Regions from separate parts of the Sus scrofa genome. Here region 1 is linked to region 2. A link is a contact called in public Hi-C data. All regions are on one chromosome and are shown on one strand. Each heading gives the region's core, a stretch centred on a gene start, on an enhancer-like site or on the middle of the called end of the contact. The rest is flanking DNA. Distances are from core to core; before and after follow the strand shown.

Region 1 (2,700 bases), core at 27-2,526, 180 kb before region 2:
CAGTTCTATAAAGAGGAGGATGCACAAGTCACAAAGAAAAGATATATGAAGTCCAAGTGTAAATACAATGGGTCGAAGCAAAAAAAAAAAAAAAAAAAAGACTCAGGACTAGCCCTAAAGAACTAAGTCAGATTCCCGTTATGGCTCAACAGGTTAAGAACCCAACTAGTATCCATGAGGATGTGGGTTCAATCCCTGGCCTTGCTCAATGGGTTAAGGATCCAGTATTGCCAAAAGCTGCGGCATAGATCACAGATGTGGCTCGGATCCAGGGTTTTGGGGCTATGGCATAAGCCAGCAGCTGCAGCTTCAATTCTACCCCTAGCCTGGGAAACTCCATATGCCACAGGTGTGGCCCTAAAAAAAAAAAGAATCCAAGTCCCCCAGATATCTCATAGATAACTTCAAAAACACTGAGTGAGTGCCAGAAACATCATTTAATCTGCCAAAAAAAAAAAAAATGGAGGGAGAGGAACCATTACTCTTATTTTTCAGAGAAGAGAGTTTCAGATTGTCTTGCCTGAACATTTAGGGGGACAGAATGGAATTCCCAGAGCCCTGGAATTCTGACTCAGCCCTGAGTTTGCCCTATCATTCTATGACAGCCCAGAATCTATGCAGAGTAACAAAGCAACTGGGACCTCCAGATACAGAAAGCCCACCCCTTTGCCATCTGTCAACCCCTTCACTTTTGGGGAGCACCAATAACACAATCTCTTGATGAAGGTAAAAGTCTCTGAGAACTAGAGAGCAGACAGTGTCCAGTGTTGGTCAGGAGTACCAAGGACAGCCCTTTCTCATGACTTCATCTTCCCTGAGAACAGTAGTGGTTGCGATATAAAAAGTAAAAAAGCCTCTGTTGTAACAGCTCATATTGACTTTGACCTTCCTGGGCTGTCAGTGTTCTGAGATAAGGGCTTCGTGACATGAAGATTAAGAAAGACCTCAGCTAATTCACATCCTCCCAAGCCAATGGGAAGTTGTCCACATATACTTTTTTTTTTCAAAGCTTCTCTGTACTTGACTATTATTTAATTAAACACCAGCTGTATGCTGGGATCTGCTAGTTCTTTGGCCCTACCTACAGCCCACTGGCCTCATCTGTAATCTAAGTTTGACAAGTGTGCAAGGTTCAGGAGATAACTAGAAAAATGAGGACTTGGTTTGGAAGGATGAAGGGGTCCAAGGGAAAGAAAACCCTGCTGCTCCCAGGGTGGCTTAAAGTCGCCCAAGAGTAGTTCATGGGAAACGTGGCAATGGAATTTGGAATCAGAACTGTTTGGCAGAATTGATAAGGACATTCTCACCCTGGAATTTTACCAGCGAGAAGTTGCTTGCCAGTAGGGGAGGAGGAAAAACTAATGTTATGATAGAATTTTGAAGAAAAACTTCCATACAAAAATCACTAGACACATACTCAGGAAGAAAATCAGAAGGCCCAGACAAGGAAACAATTGATTTCTTAAATGGCAACAAGAAAGTCTCCCTAAATTTAACCTAAATCTCTTCTGCTCTGATAATTTACATTGATTTTTCTTTCATTTGTCCCTTTTGGGTTTTATTTTTTAAAAAAAGCACTGTTTATGTGGTGATTTGTATAAACATGCCCCATGCAGGAATCCAGTCGGATTAGATGATAGGGTGTAATAAGTTTGGTGATAAGTCATGGCATATTGATGAATCACCATTAGTGGTGAGGTGTCTGCAAGTCATTTGTTGCTAAAAATAAGTGAGTTAAGAGTGTGAAGGATTTACCTATTTTTAAACAGGGAGTGACTGAAAGGTTATCTCAATCAGAATGCCATGTTCATCTCTGTGCACGCTCGTGTTGCAGCTGGGGCAGCACAGATGGATGTGCGGTGACGGTTAACACGGAAGCAATGGCATGTACCTTTCGATCCCTCATCTATTTGACAAATATTTGACCTACTTTGTATAGGCCTCGTGCCAGGCCCAGGGGGATACATTAAGCACAGGTCAGATACGAGTTCTGTCCTCACAAAGCTCTCCTTGCAGCAGGAAGAACTACTAAGCACTTTGCATTTTTTTTTTTTTTTTTTTTTTTTTTTTTGGCAAGACTCTAAGGTCCATTCTCTAAACTAGTGGCCTCCAAGCACCCCTAAGCATGAGTTCTTTTCAGTGAAGAAAACTTTGGTACCCACCTATCTGTGTATGTATTTGAATGAGTATACATTTACATATATTTAAATAACACATATTTAAATTAGTCTAGATTTGCAGATAGTTATACTTTATATATACTCATATGTGTATGCTTACACATTTTATGCACATTATATGGATCTTCCTGTACACCTCAGCTTGCAGACCACTCTACCATGTGGCCTCCAGATTTCACCTGTGCATAATGGGAATCAGGAACCTCCAGTCTCCCTCCACCTAACCCTAGGTTTTGCTCTGGCAGAATGGGGATGGGAATCCTGTCTAAGAACTTGATCTAGGAAATATTTTTAAAAAATAAAAAGGAGCAGTAATTTTCAAGTGTGGACTGGGTCTTTGTGCCGCTAAAGATGTTTTGGCAGAATTCCTTGATGAGTGTTTTAATATGTGCAGAAGTAAATTCTGCTTCGTAAATCCTACTTATTTCCTTTGAATTCTCTTTCCTAGCTGGATTTAAGTGCCTCCAACAAAAGAGGCAGTGTCCTGTGGGTCTGTTTCAATCCCCACAGCACCCAGTAA
Region 2 (2,700 bases), core at 88-2,587:
CTCTCATCTCCCTCTCTCGGCTGTAGCATGCAGGTGCTTGATATGGGATCTCAGTTCCCAGACGAGGGACTGAACTCAGCTGCAGTGGTGAAAGCACTGAGTCCTAACCACTAGATCAACAGGGAACTCCCCTTGTTTGAATTTTCTGATCTCATCCATGAGCAAGCAGCATTGAATAAAGATTATAGTTAGCCACTCGAGGTTACTTAAAACTCAGAGGTGAAGAGAAGGGTGAGCAAGACTTGGCAGAGAAACAGAGAAGAACTTCCAATTCCAGAGGCCTGAACTGGCCAGGAAGGGAAAAGCATGGAGGCTGCCCGGGAGTCTGACACAAGCTCCTCCTATAAAAAATGAGATCAGATGGGAGTGAGGACATCACTTACAGCGGCAGATCCTGGGTGCTTACTGTGTGCCAGACACTGTGCCAAGTATTCTCCAAGCATCAGGTCGTATGAATTTCAACAATCCTAGGAGGCAGGTCCAGTGATTACTCCCAAGTTCCAGATGGGAAATCCACAGCTCAGATCATTTAAAGGACCTGCCCAAGATCATGAGCAAGCATGGCAGACACAGCTGTGTTTGTCTTTCGGCTCTTATGCCCTACAACACTGCTTCACTGCCTGGATGGACAGCTCATTCTGACGGACGTGTGAATGGCAGTCAGGAGACATCTAGGTCTGAAGATCTTTTAAGTTTATTGCAAAACAATGGTTTAGTGGTTTCAGATTAGGACATTTGCTGAGGGAACACCAAATATCATAATAAAGATATTAGACGGGACCAAAATTCTCAACCATTCCCATCAGAGAATCAAATGCAGGCCCTGTTCCTCCTCATCCATCTCCCATGTATTCTTTTCCGATATGTTTTCCATCTTAATACTTCCCCTACCACCTTCCCTCTTCCCTCCATTTTCTCTGCTGAGACATAAAAAATGATTCCTGGGTAAAAGTGATTAGTGCTGGTCGGAACAGAGGTTCCTGAGAAACCTAATCCATCACTGCTGTCTCTCACCCTCCGGCTCTCTGCATTAGGATGTTATCACGGCTCCTTTCTTCCCACCTCCCCCACCCCCTTCCTTCTTCTCTACCTAGTTCTGTCTTTATATTGCTATTTTTCTAGTCTGGTAGACACAGTGCTGAACTGAAAAGCCTCTGCCAAGCTCCTTGGCAGCAGCCGGCCTGCAGGAATCCTGCCCACCGCAGCAGCGCAGAGAAGACAGCACCTCTGGGCAGACAGGGAGGGGAGGGGCCCGCATTTGGGGTCTGGCTAGAACACAGGCAGGCCAGGTTTCCCTGGCATATCAACTGCCCTCCGAAGCTGGGCTTTCTCATCATGCCAGGGTCAGGATTACAATTTCTCGCTGGCGCTTGCTAGAGCTCGCCTGGGAAGGGAGGCAAGAGTGGGGGCGGGAGGGTGGCAGGCAGCCAGCACGCCACCCAGCGCTGGGCGAGCTCCACAGGGCACAGCCACGTGCCTGGAGCACACGGTCACACAGGCGGGCAGCCAGGGGTGCTGGGGCTTGCACAAGAGCTGGGGGCTGGGGGCGGCGGGGGGGGGTGTGTGTGCTGTTTCCACGCTGAAAGAATAGGAGGTTGCTAAGCCAGAAGTGCCGCTACTGGGGCTAACATCACAGAAGTGGCTTGTACTAGCTCAGAATGAAGGAGAAAAGTCAAGCTGGCTACACAGAACAGGGTTTGGGCATGCTGGCAAAGAAAAACAAAAGCATGCACATCCTATTTTTGCAGAGGGAAGAGCACTGGATGAAACAAATCCCTAAACGGAGACTGCGGCTGGGGATAAGCCCTTCCTTTCCCTACTCACACGCCATGACATTATTCTAGTTTCGGAGTCTGAGTGTACATGTACCACACACCCTGCTAGAACTCCACAGGAGGGGGACTATTTATAGTGCCCCTTCTATTCATGAGTAAAGAGAGACTTAAAGAGGTCAAAAAACTGACACAAAGTTACACAGCAAGCCAATGCGTGTCCAGGAGGTGGACCCAAGCCCCTGGGTCTTAACCACCAAGGCACACTTGCTGTCCACACCTATCTGGGAATACCCCTTCCCAGAAGGCTAGGATCGGCTGTCCTGGGAATGCTACACATGACAAAGTCAAGAGAACAAGGCAAGCCTGTCCTCCACAGACTATGGTGGAGAAGACAGACCTCTGCAAGAAACAGAACCAAAAAAGTCCTGCCTGCCTCCTAAACAGAGCTATCCCAGGAGGAGTTCCCATCATGGCTCAGTGGTTAACGAACCCGGCTAGGATCCATGAGGATGCAGGTTCAATCCCTGGCCTCACTCAGGGGGTTAAGGATCCGGCATTGCCGCGAGCTGTGGTGTAGGTCAAAGATGCAGCTCAGATCCCTCATTGCTGTGCCTATGGCGTAGGCTGGCAGCTGTAGCTCCAATTCGACCCCTAGCCTGGGAACCTCCATGTGCCATGGGTGCGGCCCTAGGAAAGACAAAAGGCAAAAAAAAAAAAAAAAGCTATCCCTGCCCGAACCGCCCCACCATCCCCACCCCCCAACTCTGTGACCTCCTTGATCCTGATGAAGGAAAAGCACTTCCAAGATACCTGAGGCACAGTGCACCTCACGGCACTCCCAATCTGCAGACATACCAACATGCTAGATGGGAAAATAGAGGAACTGCTTGCCCTTAAGGGAAGGGAGAAACTAGAGCTTTATCTC

What was found. Hi-C and Micro-C count contacts between places; a contact is called where the count stands out from the background.
Region 1: a contact with region 2 is called in a Hi-C map of liver, with 5 times the contacts expected there. The contact joins two enhancer-like sites.

The regions. Positions count from the first base shown.
Region 1 is chr12:31,779,322-31,782,021 of Sscrofa11.1, reverse strand. No RefSeq gene overlaps it. Among named protein-coding and RNA genes, the nearest start is that of MMD, 57 kb to the right of the region's middle. Within about 2 kb of position 1,276, at least 10 of the 83 cell types and tissues checked have an H3K27ac peak or open chromatin away from gene starts, as enhancers often do. A contact at or near this core is called in liver, where this site is marked.
Region 2 is chr12:31,597,173-31,599,872 of Sscrofa11.1, reverse strand. The region is part of intron 2 of HLF (hepatic leukemia factor); the gene reads right to left. It also overlaps the pseudogene LOC100736688. Among named protein-coding and RNA genes, the nearest start is that of HLF, 9.2 kb to the right of the region's middle. Within about 2 kb of position 1,337, at least 31 of the 83 cell types and tissues checked have an H3K27ac peak or open chromatin away from gene starts, as enhancers often do. A contact at or near this core is called in liver, where this site is marked.